Linked DNA regions of Mus musculus: region 2 is linked to region 1. A link is a contact called in public Hi-C data. All regions are on one chromosome and are shown on one strand. The core of a region is the stretch at or near the end of the contact, and the rest is flanking DNA. Distances in the headings are between cores, read along the strand shown.

Evidence for each region. A called contact is a pair of places that touch in the nucleus more often than the background predicts.
Region 2: a Hi-C map of granulosa cells shows a contact between it and region 1, with 1.9 times the contacts expected there. The contact joins two enhancer-like sites. A contact is called at or near these places in 2 of 15 datasets of contacts at CTCF or cohesin (pro-B cells and stem cell-derived epiblast-like cells), 39 of 484 Hi-C or Micro-C datasets (the 3T3-L1 cell line, 3T3-L1-derived adipocytes, the AML12 cell line and 28 more), 8 of 115 datasets of contacts at active chromatin or transcription factors (astrocytes, bone marrow-derived macrophages, craniofacial prominence and 4 more) and 4 of 9 other capture datasets (adipose tissue, embryonic stem cells, liver and 1 more).

What each region holds. Positions count from the first base shown.
Region 1 is chr11:104,316,586-104,322,162 of GRCm38.p6, forward strand. Mapt (microtubule-associated protein tau) reads left to right here. Exons shown (of 12, transcript NM_001038609.2): 9 at 1,572-1,664; 10 at 4,766-4,847. Among named protein-coding and RNA genes, the nearest start is that of Mapt, 88 kb to the left of the region's middle. Within about 2 kb of position 3,011, at least 133 of the 459 cell types and tissues checked have an H3K27ac peak or open chromatin away from gene starts, as enhancers often do. A contact at or near this core is called in granulosa cells, where this site is marked.
Region 2 is chr11:104,510,530-104,516,106 of GRCm38.p6, forward strand. Cdc27 (cell division cycle 27) reads right to left here. Exons shown (of 19, transcript NM_145436.2): 14 at 4,843-5,051; 15 at 2,372-2,489. Among named protein-coding and RNA genes, the nearest start is that of Cdc27, 37 kb to the right of the region's middle. Within about 2 kb of position 2,107, at least 8 of the 459 cell types and tissues checked have an H3K27ac peak or open chromatin away from gene starts, as enhancers often do. A contact at or near this core is called in granulosa cells, where this site is marked.

The DNA.
Region 1 (5,577 bases), core at 1,761-4,260:
CTGGGAAAGTCCTCTACTATCTGAGCTCCGTCCCCAGCTACTGCCACTGTTGAAAGGGTAGCTGTAATGGCACCTGACCTCCGGCACCTTATTGCCTTTTGCAGGTCGGCTAGACTGGATACAGGCAGGCTTTCTTGGACTCTAAGGAAAGGCTTTCTGGAACCCCAGCTGGCCACGTCAGGTTCATGTTCCAAATGAGGTGATGCCCGGCCTAGCCCAGTTAGTACCAGCAGTCTGGGAGCTCCTTGGGCTAGAGGCTTGGTGCCAGCAAGGGATTCCCTGAGAGTTCTGAGCCCAAACAGAGGTAGAACAAAGTCCACCTAGTGTTTGACATGGCTCTGGGAAGTGTAAACTAAAGTGGGTCCAGCCAGCTTCTCAGGACCACTCCCTGCCCACAAACACTTCCTCCTGAATCGAAGGCCCTCAGCTGAAAACATCCTCCATTCGCTCCAGGATGTTTCCAGTGTCCGGTCAGAGCCAAAGCCCAGCGCCGTGGACCGGGCCAGCTGCTTTTGCTGGGAACGGCATTGCAGGCTCCAGTTTCACAACGCCAGCCACCACCCTCTCCCCCTCTGAACCTCAGTGTTCCCGAGCGCTTTGGCTTAACATGACCACTAGCAGTAATTCAAGTCTGCTTTGTAAATATCTATCTAGTGCCAAACACCACAAAAGCTTGTTTCCTTTCCTGTGGGGTTAGAATAAGAAACACACACACACAGGGCGGGGTCTCTATGTATGTTTCAGACCGTGTGCGATTGCTTAATGTCCTCTGATTAATTTGTGTCTAGCAGTCATCTTCCTCCAAAAACCATTTTCTTTGTCAAATCATGAGTTATGTAATCAGTCACATTTCCTTTTTCCTCATTGGCTTCCGGGAAGCTCGGTGCTGAATATAATAGTGCCCTCTTCCTCTTATTTTATTGTTATTATTGTTGTTGTTATTATTGTTGTTATTATTTTGGGTTTTCAAGACAGGATTTCTGTAAATTCAAGGCTAGCCTGGTCTACTACTGAATTTCAGCATAGCTAGGGCTACATAGAGAGACCCCGCCTCAAAATAGCATTAAAAAAAAAAGTTAAAATTAACAGAGGATAGTCTAAAGTAACTAAGTATTGTATGTGCACGCCACTGTGTTCAGAAGGCAGAAGTGGGGTTTTATGACAAGTTCTTTACCCTCCCTGAGCCATCCCACCAGCTCAGCTCAAGACAATCTGGTTTGAAGCCTTTAGCCTTGCCACTCCCCAGCCTTGGACGCTCTTTGTGATAAGGTGCCTTGCACTGGTGTGTCTGTTTGGATTGTTGTTGATCTTTCTTCTCATCACTTGACCCAGGGGACTCCTTGTTTACAGTTGTCACTCCACCCAACCTAGTGACCTCCCAGCTCTGTCCTCCTGTTCCCAGCCATGTTCTCTTCCAGATTCCTTTTGTGACTTCCAGGGTGCCATCCCAGGCAGCTTCTGAGCCCCCTGAGGAGTCAGGGCTCAGACCTGGCTCTCCCCCCACAGCCCAACAGGTCAGGGGGCGATGCTCCGGTGTGGTTGTCTCTCACTCTTTTTTTTGGCTATCAAAGGTGCAGATAATTAATAAGAAGCTGGATCTTAGCAACGTCCAGTCCAAGTGTGGCTCGAAGGATAATATCAAACACGTCCCGGGTGGAGGCAGTGTGAGTACTGTCGCAGTCTCCATGAGGTGTGCTGCAGCCTTTGCTGTAACAAGTGTCATGAGTGTGTCCTTGTGAGACATTGCATAGAATAAATCATCTAGGGCTCAGGACCTCCTGTGTCCCCACAGTGTCTGCTGTCCCCAGACTCCCCTCCCTGTTCCATGGATGGCCCAGCAAAGTAGGGAGAGCAACCCGTTCCAGCTGGCCCTTCTCTGAGTAGCTGGGTCCCCATGGTACCATGTATGTGTTCCTAGAAGCCCCGTAGATATTGGAAATGGGGTTGAAGACAGTGCATCCATGATGTGGGCTGACACCTCTTCCCTCATCTCTGGGGCAGTCTCTGTTGGTTGGGGAGTGGGGAGTCCATATGATCCCACTAGACACTAGGACTTCCTGTTTCATGTCAAGGTCCAAAAGGCCCCTAGCCACTTCTCCATTTTTCATCTGGGTCTCCTTCATCTTTGAAGAGAGGAAAAGATTCCCAGTTCAATTTAGCACTCCCCTCCCCCCAGGACAGGGACTCTGGTTGCACAGAGCCTAACACCGAGGTGACAGGTGTCAGTTGCCTGCATTGTTTGCCAGAGAAGGGGTTTTAAATGTCTCCTCCTTTAAACACCACTGGGGACCCCCCCCCCCCCCCCCCCGCACATCCTCAGCGAGTCCCTGCAAAGAGATGTTCTTAGGTTCCCTCAATGGGCTTAGGGATTCCCTTTGTTCTCTTGGCTGGCCGGTGCCCAACAGGGCAGGATTTGTAAAGTGGCCCCAGGCTTCTCCCTGCCAGCTCCCCCTCCCCTGTTCTGGGTCAGTCCCAGAACGGACCTGGGCTCTCTGATTGAGCTGCAGGCTCCACCTCTCGAGCGTGCGTGCTGGAATGCAGGGGTGGGCTCTCTTTCCTGAAAGTGCCGAGCCCACAGGGTTTATTCTTGCAATGTGCTCCTGCCTCCGGCCCCGACACCTGCCCTGCCTTCTGCCTCTTGGACCGATGGCCCCAGAGCAGCAAGTGCTGGCCCTGTGGCTACTGCCTTCTCACGCTTACTCACCGTGTCTGCCTTTTCCTCTGTCCTCCACTCCCCGCTGGCCGATCCTGCCACCTCCCTTACTTGTTTTGCTTCCTAAGGAAAGGCGGGGCTGTTGGCTACACTGCGGTTACTGCCCTGCCTGCCGGTTGCCTTCTCAACGTATAGAAAGATATGGGTTGCGGGAAAGGGTGATCTTTAAGATCGCCGTCCTTGTCCCTGGGCTCTGTAATGTTGTTTATGATACGTTAGCTTCCCAGCCCAGGCTGCTGTGGTTAGGGAGGGAAGCCAGAAGTGTCTGGTTTTGCTCACGTCTGGTCTGTTGCTGGGTCTGAGCGCTCCAGCTCCCAAGGGCTGCAGAGGGCAGATGCTCCTGTAGGGGAAGTTGGGAAAAGGCAGCTCTCAGGGCAGCTCGGATCACATGCTGGTTGTCTGATGAGGCTGCAGTGCCTAGGGTATCAGGGAACTTTATAACTAAGGTGTACTGCAGTTTGCCAGCCTTTGAGCTAACCTGTGACCTTATATAGAATCACAAGATAGCCTGGCCTGTGGCCTGTGGCCACTGTTGACTACAGAATGGACCTGTGGAGAAAGCTTTCTTAGGGAGGGGGACTGGTGGCATTTGGGTTGTAGGATTCCAGGCTTCCCATCTAACTTGCTCCTGGCTCTCTCTAGGGTGGTGGGAACTGCAGCAGGGAAGCTGCTTCTCCATCTCCACCTCCTGGCTGGGCTGTGGCCTCCTCTCTCGGGCTGCTCTGTGGGATCTAGTACCCTAGTCAGCTGCTCCCCCATTCCTTTCTTCTCTGGCTATCCCAAGCTTCCAACATCTCCTGTCCCCCAACATACCCCCTGGTACTGACTCTCTAATGACTCTACCTGGGCTCTCCCATCATCACCTGCCCCAGAACTCCTACTGGCCTCTGGGTCTGTTTGCAGGAGGTCCTTGGGTTTATCTGCTCCTTACCCACCCTCCTCTGCAGGGGCAGGCTGACACCCTTATGACTTATGAGGCCATGGCCCTCCTCTTCCATCAGGTCTGTTAGCAGAACACACACACACACACACACACACCCCATAACACAAAACACCATCAGCCGTGAAAACGAGGGATTTATCCATTGAGACCTCCGTAGAAACCACTTTGCTTTATTGATTCTTGAACATGTGGCACCCCTCTCCCAGGACAGATGAGCCTCCTCACCCCTGGAATGACCATGGTCTGTATGGGAGACCCATGGGACTCTGCAAGTGGCAGCTAGTGACCAGCTAAGCTGTAAAACCACAGATCAGAGAGACAGGCTTCCAGGAGCCCCATCTGCCTGGGTGGTCTCCTTCAGAGTGTCCTGTCAGGAAAGCAACTGTCATTTTCCAGAGCACACATTACTGCTGGGCCACATGAAGGGCCCTTGGGCTGGCGGGTCCCCCCCACCCCCCTTCCCCAGTGTGTCCTGTCTGCTCACTCATGCTTGCTGAGACACTTACTGCAGCTGTGGTTTCTGCCGTGCGCCTGCCTTCTGTTGGTGTTGCTTCGCTCTTCTCAGTAGAGGCTGAAGTGTTCAGGAGACTATGTGTCCAGACACCAACTGGCTCTCCTTCTGGGTCATAGAGCTGGTCTGGGTCCTGTTTGCCGACTGGTAATCCAGGACCATGGGAGCTTCCTGGGTGAAGCAGACTCACCCTCACCAGCTTCTCCTGAGTCTTTTTCTGAGGAGAAGATGCAGGGCTGTGAAGGCTTCTTCCTCCACTGGGTGTCATTGGCCTTTCATCAATAAAACGATGTATGCTTTTATATTTAAGTGTCTGCTACAGAGATGGTCACGTACAAGGACCAGGCACCTGCTTTTCCATGAGAGTGTCTTGTGTTTCTGGGATGTTTAGGTCCCTAAGCTTCCTGGTGAGGACCCAGCTCCCTGGGGGGTGGGGGGTGGCTGGATTTGGGGAGCCTATTTTCCATCCTGAGTGGGGGTGTATGCAGCAGCTGATGGGAGCCACTGACAAATGGTCCATCAGCCTTTGTGCTGTGTTACACCCCTAGTAACATAACCCCCTTTATTCTCTCTCTCGCCCATCCTCTTTGACCTGCAGGTGCAAATAGTCTACAAGCCGGTGGACCTGAGCAAAGTGACCTCCAAGTGTGGCTCGTTAGGGAACATCCATCACAAGCCAGGTAGCACTTGAGGAAGACAGGCTTTGGGACAGGAGTGCTGGCTGGAGTGGGGGGTGCTTCCTAGAATAGGCCAACCTGGGCAGTGAATGTTAAATGTGAAAGTACTGTGTGGCCTTGGACCTGGGTCTGTCTCTGTTGTGAGCCTAGACAAGGGGTGGAGGAAATGGTTTTATATCCCATCCTGTGGCTCTCCAGAAAAGTCTGTATAAAAGGACCAGCCATGGGTTTGATTGGGTCCCTCCCACCCCCAAAGGCCGGCTCTGTGAACATCTCAGCTTTGTCACAGCCAACATGGGGGACACTTCAATTGCATCAGCTATAACATGAGAACTTTTGGGCTGTTGTCTCATCTTCGCTGTAACATTGTTCAAAGAAAGCATTCTTCCCAGGAAAACAGGCCAGGTCACTCCCTCTCCTGCTATACCCTAGTGTGGTGACCTGAGCCACAGGGGAGGTTAGGGTGTCTCTCCTCATGGTGCATTTGACAGGCGGTTTGATTCCAAGGTCTTGAGGGGCTGTGGCTTACAGAATGTTCCTAAGTAAATCTCCACAGCTGGAAGGCATCCGGCTTAAAATTTAGTGTGCCTTCTCTTGGCCATGCTTCCTGTACCACTGAACGATCTCAGGAGGAAGATTCTGCAGGGTAAATATCCCATGTACACGGTCTCGATCAGAGAAGAGGCAGGTAGTTTGCAAGCCCTAAAAAGGGCTTCCTGTGGCTAAACCTCTT
Region 2 (5,577 bases), core at 857-3,356, 190 kb after region 1:
TTCCCTGAGGCTAGCAAACGCCGCCCTCCGGTATTCCCGAGTTAATATCTTTTAAAATCTATATTTCACCTCTGCTACCTCAGACCCACCTGGGGAAGTGACCTCTAGGGCCACTTTCCTGGATTCTTGCACGTCGGCAGGCCCTTAAGTTTCATTTTTCTCCTGCCCTGTGATTCTCTCCTCTCTTTCTCCCAGCCCCTTGCCTGTGGAATCTAAAAGTCCTGCCTCTGTCTTCCAGCCCAGCCATTGGATGTATGGCAATTCTTTATTATCAACTGAAGCCAGCAGGGGGCAGTGACTCTCAGGGCTGGAAGCACAGCTTTTTGGGAGCCAAAATAAGACAAGCATTAGAATCTATCTCACTTTTTCTGTCCAAATTAAAAAACAAACCCAAAAACCTCTTCTCTTAGATATAAATTGAACATAACCATAACAATTGTATAGATAACAAACTATAATATATAATTAACATCCAGTCCATTATAATTGTCAAATAAAGCACTCTATCATCTGTCCTAACTTAAAGAGCTTACAAGTCTATATCTAAGTTTTGAAGATAAAACTTTTAGCAATCAGGCTGTGTAATCTAACTGGATTGTCTACAGGGGTTTAAGTGTCCTAAGTAATTCATTACTACCTGTGTTGTTTAGAACAAGAACGATTCATGTTTGAGTACTGGTAGGGCTGTTTGGATAGGATTGGGAGACCTGGTCTTGTTGGAGGGGGTGTCACTGAGGGCAGGCTTAGAGGTTTCAAAAGACCAGTCCATCCCAGTTTCTTTTGTTCCTTTGCTCCACCACCCTGAACTTTAATCCCCTGAAACTGTAGCCAAATTAAACACTTTCCAAGTTGCCTTGGTCTTGGTATTTTATCACAGCAACAGAAAGATTAGACACAAAGTGATTAACATATTATCTGTAATTTTTTCTAAGTCTAGCAAGTGCTCCATTTCAAAGAGCACTGAGGGCCAGAAAAACTCATCTGTGGGTGAAGACCTTAATCATAGTTCAATTCCCAGAACCCATGCACCCATGTAAGGTAGAACAAGAACCAATGTGACTGTCCCCTGACTCTCCCCCCAAAAAATAATTTTTTAAAAAAGCATCCTGTGCCGGGCGGTGGTGGCGCACGCCTTTAATCCCAGCACTTGGAAGGCAGAGGCAGGCGGATCTCTGAGTTCGAGGCCAGCCTGGTCTACAGAGTGAGTTCCAGGACAGCCAGAGCTATACAGAGAAACCCTGTCTCGAAAAACCATCCTGAACTCCAGAGATGTTAAATAATTTCTTACAGGATTAAAACCTAGGTCCTCAGACTTCTAACCCACCAGTGGAAGCCGAGGATGATACTCATGATTCAATATTTTAAAAAAGATTGATTCTGAATTACTTGTGTGTGTGTGTGTGTGTGTGTGTGTGTGTGTGTGTGTGTGTGTGTGTGTGTGTGTGTGTGTGTGTGTGTGTGTGTGTGGAGCTGGAATTACAGGCGGTTGTGAGCTGCCTGAAGTAGATGCTAGGTACCAAACTTGGGTCCTCTGCTTAACCACTGAGCCACTTCTCCAGCCCCATGATTTGATCTTTACAGCAGATAATTACCATGAAGTCTAAAAGTAAAACTTGGTTTTACCCTTCACAAGAAAAGCAGATAACACACTTTTAAAGGATTATTATGACCCTCTAAATATTAACCTGTGTTCAAAGAACTTGTTCATGAATCCCGTGTCACTCAATTACACCTTACAGCCTGGAGTATGTAAAACTGTCTCAAAACAAAACAAAACCCAAAATGAGTCACTGGAAAGACGGTCAATGCTTTTGTCTAAGTGCAGCTTGTTTGGTCCCAGCACTCATGTCAGGTGGCTCACAACTGTCTATAACTCCAGCTTCAGGAGACCTGATGCCTTTGGCTTCTCTGGGCATCAGTTAAGTAACGAAACAAAACATCATCTGAGACACACACACACACACACACCAAAACAAAACAAAAAACAAATAGAAAGAGTATACAAACACAGGGACTTCCCCCAGCTCCTCCTCTCTGGATCTGGAGCCTCACAGTAGCTCCGAGCTGGCCTTAAACTTGCTTTGTTTGATGAGAATGACCTTCAGTGTGAGTCACCTGCTCCTCCTCCTCCCTCTAAGAAGTGTTAGGCTGTAGGTGGGAGGGTGCTCAGTTTTAAGACTAAATCTATGGCTCCTGAGCCCCATGAGGCAGAGGCAGATTTCCCCACGATAAGTCGAAGGCTCTGGCTAAGCTGCAAAGACTCTTGAGACCCTGCTTCAGTAACAAGACAGTTGACTCTCCAAGGCAGCAACCATTAAGTCACCTAAACTCTTAATAGGGAGGTAACAGCAATGTTTACAAAATTACTTACTACTCCAATGTGGCAAAGTAAAACTGAACTCTGAGGGTTGATATCAAGTGCTTTCTGGAAATGCATTTCTGCGAGGCTGAACTTCTCTTGCTTGTAATAAATCATTCCTAAACCATACCTGAAATTATAAGAAAGTATGATTTTAAGGACACAAGTTTTGGCTTCATATAATAAGACAGTTTGGGTATCTGGCATTTCAATACACAATGGGAAAAAATAATGGACAAAAAATATTAGTTATAATAATAATCAATGAAACATTTTAGAAGATACATTTTTATAAGTGTAAACAGTAAATTACCCAAACAGGCAAAACTATGATAGAGAAAAGAAGCCACATCTTGAAACTCACCACTCTAATGTAGACAGAACAGCCAATTCCTGCAGTGATTATATATGTAGCAAGCACTTTGCTAAATTATTCCCTTTTCTTTTCTTTTCTTTTCTTTTTTTTTTTAGACAGGGTTTCTCTGTGTGGCCCTGGCTATACTGCCTCACAGAGATCTGCCTGCCTCTGGCTCCCCAGTGCTGGGACTAAAGGGGCACAACACCACTGCCCAGCCTAAATTATTATTTTTTTAATATGCCTAAACTTGTCCTCAATTTCTGGCTCAAGCAATCTTCCAGTCTCCTCCCAAATAGCTGGGAAATAATTGCATGTTCCACTAAGGCTGTCTGGTTCTGGAAACTCAATCTATTTCTTTCTCTACATCATATTTTATTGTATGTAGACCCAAATTGTTTATACAGCAATATAACTTACATATTAAATAAAATACTTTAATAGGGTGGTTTAAACAAAAGAAAAAATGGAGTGGGGATTGCAGGTTAGAAAAACTCTTCTTCCAGAACATTTTTGTTTTGTTTTTTTAATACAGGGCTGCTCTGTGTAACCCTGGTTGTCCTGGAACTCATCCTGTAGACTAGGCTAGCCTCAAACTCAAAGATCCGCCTGGCCTGCCTCTGCCTCCCCAGGGCTGGGACTAAAGGTATGTGCCACTCTCACCTGGGTGAATGTAACAAATCCATTCACTGACTATGTTTAGTTTCTTTTTTCTTTTTAAAGATTTATTTATTTATTATTAGACATAAGTACACTGTAGCTGTCTTCAGACACACCAGAAGAGGGTGTCAGATCTCATTACGAGGAGTGCTTGTGAGCCACCATGTGGTTGCTGGGAATTGAACTCAGGACCTTCGGAACAGCAGTCGGTGCTCTTACCTGCTGAGCCATCTCACCAGCCCCTATTTTTAGTTTCTATTGGGCTAATGGTTCATAAGATTAAAAAAGAAAGACCAACTTTTCATAATCACCGTCTCAAAGGAATATCGTATCATTTGTAAAGTTAAAAATGGCTCTTGGTTTATAAAGGAAGTGGAATCCACACATCCACCGCAAAAAACCAAACAGAACAACAACAAACAACTTACAAGTTGAAACAGAAAAATATAAGTCTTATATCTGCTTCCTCAACTCATATATCCTTTTGCCCAAACTCTGCCCTTTTTCTTATTACCTAATAGTACTTTTTCTTGGCTCCTTTCTAAATTTTTTAGACTTTACCTACATTTAGACATGTTCACACATATATTAATATACTACAGACTTTGATCTTTCCTATGATTTCTTTATGTTTTATTATTCATAAATGTTTGGTCTGTGAACTATTTATTTAAGAGAGGAAATAAATGCAGTCTAGAGGGGCTGGTCTCCAATTCACTATGTTGCCAAAGATAACCCTAACCTTTTTGTTTTGTTTTGTTTCAAGATGGGGTTTTCTCTGTGTAGCCCTGGCTGTCCTGGAGCTCACTTTGTAGACCAGGCTGGCCTTGAACTTAGAAATCCACCTACCTCTGCCGCGCAAGTTGCTAGGATTAACTTTTGCCACCACTACCTGGCAACCCCGAACTTCTGATCCCTGTTTCTACCTCACCAGTACTGGGATTACAGCATAAACCATTAAACCTTATCAGTATATATGGTTCAGGGGCTAGAATAGGATCCAGGGCTTTATGTCTGGTAAGAGGCAAGCATCAGCTTCTACCTCCAGGATCCTACTCAGTTCCTGTTCCTGACTTCCTCTGAAAATTAACAGTAATATTGAAGTGTAAGTCAAATAAGCCCCTTCTTCCCTACTTGCTTTTTGGCAATGATATTTGTTGCAGCAATAGTAACCCTAACTAAGACATCAGGCATGTATGTGGCAATACATAATACACACACATATAAAAGCATTACAGGCATACCTATTAAAAAAAAATCTTATAAAGAAAAAAAGTGGGTAAAGGCGCCTGTTGCCAAACCTGGCAAGCCCAGATCATCCCTGGAGAAGGACCAACCCTTGACATTATGTTCTAACCTCCATGTGTGTTGTGGCCCACAGAGCCTATACATACACAATACACACATGCAAACAAATTAAATGAAATAAATAAAATGATCTTTAGTAAGACTTTGTCTCTTCACTTACCATGCATTGTAATGTCTGGGATTTACTCTTATAGCATTTCGAAAACATGCTAATGCTTTATCTAGTTCTTCAGTTAACACAAACTCATGTCCTAATAGAGTATAGGCGTAAGCGTAATTTGGATCGACCTGGATAGCTCTTTGGAAGAATTTAATTGCTATATCATGCTCTCGTTGTAGACTGAAACAATTCCCTGCAGCACACCAGGCCTGACAAAACAGAAACAAAACCCAATCAGTTCAAACTTTTTATGCCCTATAAAGAAAATTATTGTCAAAAGTAAAAACTTAGGATTTAAATTTTTTGTATTTGAATTTATTTTGACCTAAGAAACTGTGTGGTGCATGTGGATCCTTGCTGTCCTTGTTTGAGGCAGGCTCAGTGTTGTTTGTGTGTGCAGTAGGCTAGCCGCCTGCGAGCTTGCAGGGGTTTGCAGTCTCTGCTGCCCTCTCCTCCCCGCGGAGGGAGGCGCTGGGACCGCAGCAGTTTCTTTACACTGCTTGGCATTTCTGTGGGCTCCGCAGGTTCAGATTCAGGATCTCATCCTAGCACAGCCATTTTTACCCATTAAGTCATCTCTCTGAAAAAACTTTTATTTTCCTTTTTAACAAAACCAATTCTATAACTAAAATCAGGCCTCAGATTTTATTTAGAAGAACTGAAGAAATTGAAATTCCTGACGACCATTTTCTCTTTTTAAAACCTCTTACTCATATACAAAGCCACATGTGCAGG